Linked DNA regions of Oryctolagus cuniculus: region 1 is linked to region 2. Evidence: chromatin contacts called from public Micro-C data. All regions are on one chromosome and are shown on one strand. The core of a region is the stretch at or near the end of the contact, and the rest is flanking DNA. Distances in the headings are between cores, read along the strand shown.

Region 1 (5,753 bases), core at 2,912-5,411, 60 kb before region 2:
CTGGTGCACATCCTGAGGGCGGCAGGCGGCGGCTCAATTAATTGGGTCCCTGCTACCCACACAGGAAACCTGGATTGACTTCCAGCCTCCTGACCTTGGCCTTGGTCTGGCCTGGCTCTAGCTACTGTAGACATTTGGGGAAGTGAACCAGTGTAAGGGTAATCTGTCTCTCAAATAAACACATTTAAAAATATTGTTTAAAAAGTAAGTTTTGAAGGGGATGCTACCAGTACCTACCCAAGGGAACCAGAAAAAGCTGCCTAAACTGTCACTTGGGTCCCTGTGTGAACTGTAGGCTGCATAGGACACAAAAACAATGACAATCTCAACAGATCTGACACAAGTCTCCCAGATGCAAATCTATTGCAAACAACAATTTGCAATGACATCAAGTATGTACAACGCTGCCGTGCCTTGTTCTCAGTCACAGCCGGGGACAGGAGGCCCAGCACGGTGCATCGGGGGTGTGAGCGAGATCACAGGCAGAGGCCAAGGAGCACACGGGAAGAGGCAGCCACTGCCAACAGCCCCGCATTCCCCTCGTCTCCCTCTTAGGATTTGTCTGGGCCAAGGGCCTGGATCTTGGGTTCCACAAAGGTTGTTGCTGACACTGCTCAGGTGCCAGACAGCAGAACTATGACCCTTGGGGGACTTTGCTTCCGATTCTGGCCGAGGCATTGACATGAGGGGCTTTTTGTTTGTTTTGGGTCTGCTTCATGAGTGATTCCTGGAACAGAGAGGAGGAGGTGGCGGCGCGGGGGTGGGTGGAAGCCTTCCCTTGTGTGGTGCTCTGTGGGCCCTACTTTGCAACACTCCTGAGGTCCACCTTGGTTTATCCCAGTCTGCACAGTGTGGGGCTTCCCTCCAGACCCCATTCCCTATGTGCTCTCTTTCAAGGGCGGAAAATTAAAAATCTCCTGGGATTTGTCCAATGCTTGACAGAGTGAGAATTCAAAGTGGATTTGAGAACAGACATAAGGCCATCTGTACCCATTCTTGTCAAAGTACCTTGCAAAGTCCAATGGTGGGGCCAGCGCTGTGGCACAACAGATTAAGCCACCACCTGTGACACTGGCATCCCGTATCACAACACAAGTTCAAGTCCCTGCTGCTCTGTTTCCAATCCAGCTCCCTGCTAATACACCTGGAAAAGCAGTAGAAGATGGCACAGTGTTTGGGCCCTGCACCCATGTGGGAGACCTGGAGGTTGCTCCTGGCTTTTGCCTGGCCCAGCACTGGCCATTGCAGCCATCTGGGGAGTGAACCAGCAGACTCTTTCAAATAAATAAAAATAAATCTTAAAACAGTCTAAGGGCATCAGGATTCCTTAGGGTGATTTTTTTTAAATATTTATTTTATTTGTCCTCCACTGCTTCCCCAGGCCATTAGCAGGGAGCTGGATGGGAAGTGGAGCTGCTGGACATGAACCAGTGCCCACATGGGATGCCAGTGCCATGGGTGGCAGCTTTATCCACTGTACTGGCCCCAGGATAATTTTTTTTAAAGATTTATTTCATTTATTTGACAGAGTTACAGAGGCAGACAGACAGAGAGAGAAAGAGAGAGAGAGAGGTCTTTCATCTGCTGGTTCATTCCTCAAATGGCTACAATGGCCAGAGTTGGGCGGATCCGAAGCCAGGAGCCAGGAGCTTCTTCCGGTTTTCCCATGTAGCTGCAGGGGCCCAAGGACTTGGGCCATCTGCTGCTGCTTTCCTAGGCCATAGCAGAGAGCTGGATCGGAAGTAGAGTAGCCAGGTCTTGAACCGGCGCCCATATGGGATGCCAGCACTGCAGGCAGCCGCTTTACCCACTACACCACAACACCGGCCTCCCAGGATAGTTTCTAAATCTGTGTAGTCTGGGCCCACTTACCACATCCTGACTCAGAATCTGTGAGTGGGCCCAGGAAAATGCACCTTCTTCCTGCTCTGCACACGGACTGGTGGTGCTGGAGCCTGCCAGCATTTGAGGAACTTTACTCTGATGATACTTTTGCAAACTCGTGTTTTTCCGAGTTTATTATCTCCAGTCATTTTTTAAAGATTTATTTATTCGAAAAGTGGAGTTACAGAGGCAGAAAGAGAGAGAGAGGTCTTCCATCTGCTGGTTCACTCCCCAAATAGCCTCAACAGTTGGACCTGTGCTGATCTGAAGCCAGGAGCCAGAGCTTCCTCCAGGTCTCCCACGTGGGTGCAGGGGCCCAAGCACTTGGGCCATCTCCCACTGCTTTCCCAGGCCATAGCAGAGAGCTGGATCGAAGTGGAGCAGCTGGGACTTGAACTGGTGCTCACATGGGATGCCAGTGCTGCAGGTGGCAGCTTTATCCGCTATGGCACAGCACCGGCCCCTCAAGACATTTTTCTTACTATGGGGTGGTAGGGCCGGGAGCCTTCTATTCACATGAAGCACACGGATGGAGTGAGGCCCTGCGGGGCATAGGGGAAGGTGACTGGGAGCCCGAGTCCCCTGGCCGGCTCGGCTGCTTGCACAGGAGCGAGGGGCAGTGAAAGAATGCGCCTTCCCCCTGTCGGTGAGGAGCGCCCTGGCTGGAGATCACTCCAAGGGAGAGGGACTGCATTTCTGGATTCTTCCCCGAAGCCACAGCCCAAGCCGGGCCCAGTGGGAATTTTCAGTTCTGCTCAAAGTGCCAGGCTTAGAGGCTAGCCAGCAGAACTACCTGATCAGCGAAGCCCATGGAGCTGCCACAGGGGCCAAGGCACCAAGGAGACTCACTGAGGATGGGGAGGCATGGAACGGCCCCCTCTCCGGCAGGGCCCCGCCATTCCCCACCCCCACCCCCCCACCCCGCCCCGCACAGTCCTCCGCTGCACCTGAGCCCGCACCCTGCCCCCAGGGGCACATAGCACACTGCCTTATACTGGCCGTGTCTTCCTCCTGCAGGGACGGTGAGTGTCTGGGGGGTTAGGGCCCGGGTGGGCTCATCCGAGGGGCTCACTCGTGTCTGATTTCATCACCGTCACCTGGAGTGCCCTCACATCCCCCAGAGGTGGAGCCTCGGCACAGCGGGGGTGGGGAGGGGGCTGCAAGGTAGCATGGGACTCCAGGATGCCCATTTTCTGGGCCATCCGAAAGGGGCTGACCTTGAGCCATTTCTACAGCCTCAAACCAGGACTGCCCAGCCGGCTGCCACCTTGTCACTCTGGCCTCCCCCGGGGCCACCCCAGACACCACCCGGTGGGAAAGGGTACTTTTCTGGTCCTGCTCTCAGAGGCTGGGAAACAAGTGGTTTCCAGGGCTGCCGCCTCCCTTCCCTCCCTGCCCCTCATCGCAGCTGGGGTGTGGGCCAGTCGGAGTTTGCCACCCTTCTTCCCGGCTGCCCAAGCAACCCTGCGAGATGCTGAGCCTTGCAAGTTCCAGGAATGCTTTGTTGCATTAATGGCTTCTCAGGTGTCGCTAATCCGCAGGGTGGGTCCCCAACAGGTCTTCGGGCTGAAAACCACGCCAATTTCCCTGTGCCGGGCTGTAGCTCCTTCTCCACGAAGACAGGCCGGTGTTAACAAGCTGGGAAGATGGGGGCAAGCCAGACTTTGCCGGCCATTGTTCCACACTGACCAGGGATCTAAGCAGGCCCCCCGGGGAGGGGGGCAGGGAGGAAGTGAACATGACACACTCCCCTCCCTCAGGTCCCTGGAGGACCGCAGCGACTGAAACAAGGTATCCGCGCTGTTTTGGTGCTGACGCAGGTGTGTGCGTGCAGGTGCACCTGAGGCCGGCGCTTACCCTTCCAATGCGGACGCCTCGGGCCGGTGCCTTTCCTCTTTCTTGGGGCCTCAACTCCCGACAGCAGCCCCACCCTCCGGGTGGGCCAGCCCACGGCCCCTCCCACCTGCTGGGGTCCCCTCTCCCACTTTCCAGCCGGGGGATCCGCTGCTTTTCCTTCCCCCGAAGCCCTCACGGCTCTCGGGTAGCCACTGCGCGTCTCTAGCGGCAGAAACCCAATGTCGACCGCGGAGGGGGCAATTCTCGGACCCCAGCGGCGGGCTGGGACGGGCGCCGCGAGGGCGCAGGGGCGGGCGCGTGCCCGCCGCCAGGGGGCGCTGGCGAGGGCGGGCACGCGCGCGGCCCCGCGGGGCGGGGCGGAGCGGGGCGGGAGTCGGGGCTGCGCTCGGGCCGCGGCCCAGGAATGCGGCCTTGGCTCCGGGCGGCCGCGCAGGAATGTGGACGGCGTGTTCGCCGCGCGCCCTGGACGCACCAGCCCTTTCCCCTGGCGGCCGCTCCCGGGGCCACTCCCGACCTCCCCGTCGCACGTCCGGCCGGCCAGCCATCAGGCTGCGGGGCAGAGCCCGAGGGCGGTGGCTTGTTAGGGAAGAGGGAAACCCAGAGTGGGCTGCTCGAGCCCTGGGGACGCAGGGCCGACAGCGGGAAGGCGAGCGAGGGTCCGCCCCTGCTTGCCACCAGGGGCTCGGGGGCCGGGTGCCCGCAGTCGCCTGTGCGTGGGGGCAGTGCCCGGGGCAAACAGGAGGAAAGCGCACGTTCACTTTGGCCCTAGGCGCTCTCTGGCCAGGGAGAGACGAGTCCCCAGAGTGAGCACTTAATTCACTCGGCAAGTACTTATTTTCGCAGCCTGTGCTCAGTGCTGGGGGCACGGAAGTCGGCAAGGTGCACCCACTCCGATCCTAGAGGTGGTCTCTGAAATGCTCAGGGAGGCTGCGGAAGCCCGGGCTGTCAGGAACGCAGAGGAATAGCCCGGATTGGGAAAGGTTTAGATCCAGGAGGACTTCCTGACAGAAGCCGCAGCTCCAGACAGAGGGAGCCTCTGCAGCTGCTCCCAGCAAGGTGGGGCCAGGGCTCCACATCCCCCATCTCATCCTCACCTGCCGGGGCTCCCGTGGGTGTGAGCACAGGAAGCGCAGGGGCTCGCAGCCTGTGTGTGCCCAAACGTGACCCGTGATGGAACAGGAGCATTCACGGCCCTGCGTCCCTGGCGCCCCCCCCCCCCCCAGCGCGCTGGGACCCCAGTGCGTGTGTGCAAAGGAAAAGTGCAGGCCGTGCTGTGGCCTCTCCGGCATTGTTCTGAGCAAACACAGGAAGATGGGTTTCCTTGAGCTTTGTGGTGCTGACATCTGAATCCGGACCCCCCCACTCCCACCCTCTGGGGTCTGGGGAGGGAGGCGGGGGCGGGGCAGCGCAGCCGATGGGAAATAAACACCCACCTCTGCGCTTCAGACTTATTTCATGTTCTTAGAATTTCCTCTCTTGGGTTCTGGCTTTGTTATTTGAAAATTCCACACATTCGTTAGGGTTGGGAAAATCCCCTGTCGCCTGAGAGGCAGCTACACGGGGGTCCAGAGTCCTGTGCCCCAGACAAGGGGCCTGGCCAGCAGGCCTGAGTCAGCCGTGGGAGCGCCTCCTCTCCCTTCTGGATTCGCACACGATTCAGCTGTCCCAGTGGTCACTGTAGTACTCCTTCACTCATTCAGCCATCCGATAAATATGTCCTGAGTGACCTCCTAGGTGCCAGGCAGTCTTGTGAGTGCCGGGAGTGCAGACCGCGCAGATTGGAAACAACCTAAGAATCCCAACAGCTCGTGGTGTAGAACCGGAAAACCCGCACCACCCGGGGCTGGGATGGGAGAGCAGGCAGCGAAGGAGGCTCCAAGGGTGCTGTCCACCAAAACGTATCTCTTTCGTTGTGTTTCTAAGATTAATTTATTCATTTCAAAGGTTGAATAACAGAGAGAGAGAGAGAGAGAGAATCTTCTATCCCCTAACTCCCCCCAAATGTCTGCAAT
Region 2 (5,726 bases), core at 3,209-5,708:
CAACTCAGCTTCCGAAATTCTTCCCGGCTGAGGCCTGAGAAGGGAGATAAGGTGGGGGTGGGGGGGTCTGGGGCGGGGCGGTAGGGATGGGTGGGGCCTGGGGAAAATGGTGAGGCTGCAGGCTCTGGCGCCCTCACATCAGGCATCTTTCTCAGGAAGCCCAAACAGTGGGAAAGTGGGTGACTAAACAAAGACTCAGCAGGCAGGCGGGAGGAGAAGCAGACTTCTGACCTTGAGCCACCAGAGCAGAAGAATCCTCAAGCCCCTCTGGTGGTGCTTCCTGGCTCCCATGTGGGTAGGGGAGTAGCAGCTCCTCTGCAGGTGCCAGAGCCTCGTTCCCAGGGTCCCCCATTTGTGCAAACGTCCCACCCGCTTCCCTCTGGCCTCTCAGCTTCCATTCTGGTCCTTACAAGCTATTCTCTGCAGGCAGCCAGAGAGAAGGCTTTCAGAGCAAAACCAAATCCCATCCTGGAATGGCCTTAGAACCAAACTGTAGGTCCCTGCCCTGCCCGGCAGCCTCTCCTGAGCTCCGAAGAAAGGGGCTCTCCTGGACCCAGACAAGGAACAGTGGAGACGGTAGCTAAGGAGGCCCACCGGGTCCTTCCAGCCTCCGGTCACCAGCGACAACCGATCACGGTAGAAAGCAAGCTGTCTACTTTTTCTCAAAAAGCCTCCAGAGAAGGAGGGTGCCCTTTCTTCCCACTTTACTTGGAAACAGTCTGGCAAGGACTCCCAACCTTTGTCTTCAGCAAGTTTTTCTGAAACCTAACCTTTAGCCGCCTGCTGCACTCCGCATCCCCTGGGGACCTGAGTCACAGCAAAGCACACAATGGTGTCCAGCTCTGAATTAAAGCAAGGAATGCCATGGATTCCTTCTGTGACCTCAGCCAGGCCCTCCCCGCTCAGGAAAGGCGGGGCTGGGGTGGGAGGGGCATTGCCAGCTCCAGCTCAGGTGTGAGCCCGGCCTCCCCGGGTAGGGGAGCCAGGTGGGAGCCGCTAGTTACCTGACTTCTGCGTGCTGAAAGTGCTGGCTGCCGCGGGCGCGGTACCGAGGCTCGGCAACAGCAGTGGTTGCGGTCTCGTGGGCTATGTGTGGGTACTGAGGCGGGGGTCCACGATGCTCGGGGCCCTCGGCAGGGGGCGCCCTGGCCAGGGGCCCTTGCTGGCTGCGCGCCAGCTGCGGGAAGCTGTGGGAGGAGCTCATGTGGCTGGGAGCCCGGGCGCCGTTCCTCTCCAGGGACAGCTGCAGGAGTCGTTCACTCAGGGAGCGCACGTGCCCGTGTCTCAGCTCCCGCAGGGCCTCATCCTGCCGCCGGCTGCCTCCAGGGGCCCCGACGACCACGACGGGCGCCCGGGGCCCCGCCTGCTGGGCCGCCGCATAGTACTGCGAATGGGCCTTGGCCTCCTCATAGGTGGGCAGCTCCTCGCCCTTGCCGGGCTGCGGGCACAGCCGGTAGAGGGTGTTCTCTGCCAGGTGGGGCTCACCGCCCTGGTGCTCCTGGCCCTGGGGCTCCTGCCTCGTGGCCTGCTGCAGCACCTGACTGTCCTCGGGTGCCAAGATCTCCAGGGAGGCCTGGGGGCTCCCTGTGCCCCCAGCTCCGGCCCCACCCCGCAGGGCCTGCTGCTGGATGGCCAGCAGCGTGCGGGTCTCAGTCAGGTTGCCGTAGCGTAGCTGCTCCTGGATGAGGCGGTGCAGCACTGTCCCTGAGGAATCTTCCAGCGTCCTCATGATTCTGTGGCTTGCACACACCTGCCTGGACAGTGGCCAGTGGCACCTGGCCCCAGAGCACCTGGCAAGAGAGAGAGAGAGAAGAGCAATCAGCGACAGTGCATGGGACAGGGGGAGCACTTTCCATCACAGAGAAGTGGAAAGCAGGAGCTAAAGCCCAAGGAGAGGTTGGGGGCTGATCCCACAAGCCTGGATGCAAGTGCAATAATGCTGCCACCTGCTAATTAAGTTACCTAACCACCAGGAAAATGCCTCATGGAGCTGGGAAGTAAAGGGACAAGGACTGTGGAGCTCCTGGCTCCCCACAGAGCCTTTGCAAACAGCTACCATTATAATGTTTCTCATGGAGACTTACTATGCCTAAAGAAAGACAATAGTAAACTAAGGCCAGGAACCATGGTCCCTGGCAGCAGGCCACCCATCCAACAGCCTGATGAGCCACTGCAGGGCACCCTAGTTGAGATCTAAGTGACCCATGCAGAAGGAGGCAGGGCCCCGGCTGCTGCCGATGACAGCAGGCCGGCAGAAGCCCTCGGCAGTCAATGCCCAGTGCAGCAGGCCTGAGCCCAGCCCGGGCTGGGCATTCAACCTACCACCCTCAGCACCGAGCCCCCCATCCACTCCTCTCCCTCTCCCTGAGCTCCTGGAGCACAGACATACACACCCCCAACGCCCCCACCCCCAACCCAGCTCTGCTTCACCAAGGGCTGCTCCGAGAACAGAACTGGAGCTCCCAGGCACAGGATGCCCTTGGCCGGTATTCCGCAAGGTGAACAGGAAGAAGGAGAAATTGCACCCGAGCTGGTGAAGGAGGGGATGAGAAAAGAAAGCCTGCCTGAAGACAAGGGTTTCATAAGGTGGGACGGAAGAAAGGTGGTGCTTAGCCAGGTTAGTGGTGGGTCGCCTGGTCCCTGTGTGAGAGAGCCGGGAAAGGATGGCATGGCAGCTATGATTTCAGGATCAGCCAGCCCTGCACCCTCCACTCCCCACTTGGAAAAGCCTCTGCTTGTTCTCAGATAGGCGCACAGCATCCTTGTCCACCTGTTACACCCACTGCCTGGAGGCGGAAGGGAGCAAGGAGGAGGTTCTTGGTTGTAGGCAGCTGAGACTGCGGGCTGTGAGCCTCAAGGGTGAACAAGGTCCAAAGAAGGTGCTCCCTTGTTGTAAGCCTGGGCTCCCAGGGAGCGGCTCCCGGCCTGGAAGGCGGCCCACCTCCCTCACCCAGCCTCCTTTCCACGGCCTCCTCCAACACAAACCTCCAAACTGGGATTCAGGGAATGCCAAACCAAACACTCACTGCCACAGGTCCTGCTCGTGTGGAGAGGGCTGCAATGCAGCCCCGTCTTCGGCCACAGACCCAAGTCCCGGGGCCCTGCCTCGGCTGGGGCTCGACACCGCGGGAGAGCAGCCTTTCCTGATCCACTCCCCCAACCCCTGGCCTCCAGCTGCCCAGAGCTGCGAGTGGGGGTGCGCCGGGTGGACACCTCGGTGCCCAGCCTCCCAGGCACTCAACCCCAGGGGCAAAAGCAGCCGCTGGGAGTCACTTCGCCAGCAGCTCAGCTGCGGACATTCCCTAAGTTAATCACCGTCTGGGCGGACTCCGCCGAGGCGGCCCCCCCGCGGCGAGGAGGCAGGCAGAGCTTTCGCCACAGATTCCAGGCGCGCCAACGGTGCGCCTGTCCCGGCGCGGAGCTAGAATAGGGGCATCGCCCCTCACTCGAGCATCCTTTCAGGCCCCTAAGGACCGCGCCGCTGAGATCGGCTCTCCCCACCCCGGCTGCGCCCGCGCGCCTCCTCGCTCCCTGAAAGCTGCCTTTCCAAGCGCGCATCGCCCGAGAAGCCAAAGCTACGGCGTCTTAAAGTCACGTCGCACCGGCCCGGGGCTGCCGGGGCTCCCGGCCGCGGCCTTCTGGGAACCCGGCGGTGGGGGGGTGGGGGGGACCAGGGGAGAGGTCTTTAAGCGTCGCGGACCCGCCCCCTCCTCCCTCCCGAGCCCTCTTTGTTTTCCAAATACTCCAGCGCTGACGTCACCGGGCTGGACAGCAGGCTGCATTCTTTCTAAGTGAGAGCCAGTTCGTGGCTCCAGAGAGGATTTTCCAAGGAAGACAAAGAGGAATTCTTGGGCTGCCGGGGGAAGAAGGGGTCAAAGACACCTGTAGCCCCCACCTAACCAAGCCAGCCCCCAAGGCCCTGCAACTGGAACTCCGAGCGGCGCCTGCGGCCAAGTCCCGCGTCCCGCCTAGTCCGACCCCGCCACCCCAAACACCGACCCAGTTCTCCCCGTCATCGGCCCCCTCCCCCAGCCCGGGCACCTGCACGCCTTTAAGAGTCCCCCCCAGGGTGCACAGCGCGGCTCCAGGAGGGGCCCTAACCCGGCACTGGGGCGGGCTGGAAAGGGTGCGCTGCGCCCCGAGGACGCTCCGCTCCCGGAAAAGGCCGGGCTGCGCGGGACCTCGGGCCTCGGCCCGGGAGCGTGGCGGTCGGCCTGGCGCGCTGGCCCGAGCGCCAAGCGGCCTTCCTTACCGCTGCGGCCCGCGGGCGCCTGGCGCAGTCCGATCCGACGACCCGGCCCCGCTCGGCTCGGCCCGGCTCGCGGCGGAGGTGTGCACTCGGCGGTGGCGCCGACGCTCTGGCCGCTCCGGCCGCAGCGCGCAGCCTCAGGGTCGGCCCGCGCTGGAGGCGGCTGCTATGCCAGGAATGTGAGAGTTTCAGGTTCCCCCTCGGGATCAAAGCGAACCACAAATAACCTCTCAGCGCGCCGCCCTCCTCCGCCCTCCGCCTCCTGCGGCTCCCTCCTCCGGCCCCCGCCTTCCTCCGGGGAGGCGGCGCTGAGGGCTGGGCGCGGGGCCGGCCCCGGAGCTCCGCTCCCCGGCCGCGCACGGCCCCCTCCGCGCGCTTGGCCGTCAGAGCTGCCGGGCACGATTTCACACCGCTCGGGCACCCAGTTCCTGCCTTGCTGTCGCCCTTCGTCCTTCAACTCGCCCGCGGCGCGTTCCGGGGGTGGCTTCGGAGGGGGCATGTACGGCGGGGACAGGGAGAGCAGTGGCCAGGCCAAGACAGGACGGTTCTTCCAGCCGCCCAGCCTCTTCCTAAGCCTCGCTGTTCTCACCCCCAGCGGCAACCTCTGAATTGCACTTTTATTGTTTACAAACATCTTCGCCCGCGCCTTGAGAACCTGCCTCCACAGGAAGTGTGTATCCGCGCTGAAAAATCTGGTTAATTTGAACCCCCCCCCCCCCCAGTGACTCATGGCCGCCAGGTGCTCCACTGTCTGTCGTCCAGGTGGTGGCCGGCGCCCCTCCACGAGAGCTGGCGGCAGGCAACCATCCGCTGGTGGCTTGGTCCCGCCTGTCGCCCTCTGAGGCAGTTCTGCTATCACAACCTCTGAGCACTTCTGCCACCAGAATCGTGGGTCCCACGCAGACCCACACAGGTGCCCTCCAATGTCCACCTGCCCTGTCCTGTTCCAGTCTCCTCTTCACCTCCCCCACACCCCTGCCTGCCAAGGGCCCTCCCCATACCCACCTCTGGGGCTCCAGGTGGCCGTGACTGTGGAAATCAAAACCTCCAACACCCCTGCCTCCTGTCCCCCAAGTTCTGTGTCGTTCTGGGGCCCTGGCCTAGTGGGGGGACTCCCAACACTAAAACCCTCCACTCCCCTTGAGGGCCCTTCAGCATAGAGTTGCAATTCCCAGGTTTCCCCAGAGGGAAGCAGGCACAAGGAAACTCAAGCTCAGTAGTCAGGGACAGGGTTAATTTTTAATAACACCCCCTCCCATTGTCTCTCTGTGTGTGTGTGTGTGTGCATAGTTTACCTGGAAGCTGAATATTGCATTCCAAATAGGATTGGATCTGAAATACGTGAAGAACGGGTTTTCTTGTGACAAGCTATGGGATAGTTGGCCCTCCCAGGGTTACCTCAGCAAGAGAAGCTGTGGCCAATATGCCTCTGCCCAATCTGAATACAATAGGTAGGTATTTTAGAAAAGGAGTAAGA

The links. A called contact is a pair of places that touch in the nucleus more often than the background predicts.
Region 1: a Micro-C map of ear pinna shows a contact between it and region 2, with 3 times the contacts expected there. The contact joins the enhancer-like site here to the promoter of AMOTL2 in region 2. A contact is called at or near these places in 3 of 6 Hi-C or Micro-C datasets (ear pinna, skin fibroblasts and an unstated tissue).

The regions. Positions count from the first base shown.
Region 1 is chr4:147,120,404-147,126,156 of mOryCun1.1, reverse strand. No RefSeq gene overlaps it. Among named protein-coding and RNA genes, the nearest start is that of RYK, 58 kb to the left of the region's middle. Within about 2 kb of position 4,161, at least 4 of the 8 cell types and tissues checked have an H3K27ac peak or open chromatin away from gene starts, as enhancers often do. A contact at or near this core is called in ear pinna, where this site is marked.
Region 2 is chr4:147,060,995-147,066,720 of mOryCun1.1, reverse strand. AMOTL2 (angiomotin like 2) reads right to left here and starts at 4,458. Exons shown (of 10, transcript XM_051818603.2): 1 at 4,253-4,458; 2 at 1,005-1,790. The coding sequence starts at 1,729. It overlaps LOC103350396 (a long non-coding RNA gene), which reads left to right. Exons shown (of 2, transcript XR_007908720.2): 1 at 1-51; 2 at 156-660.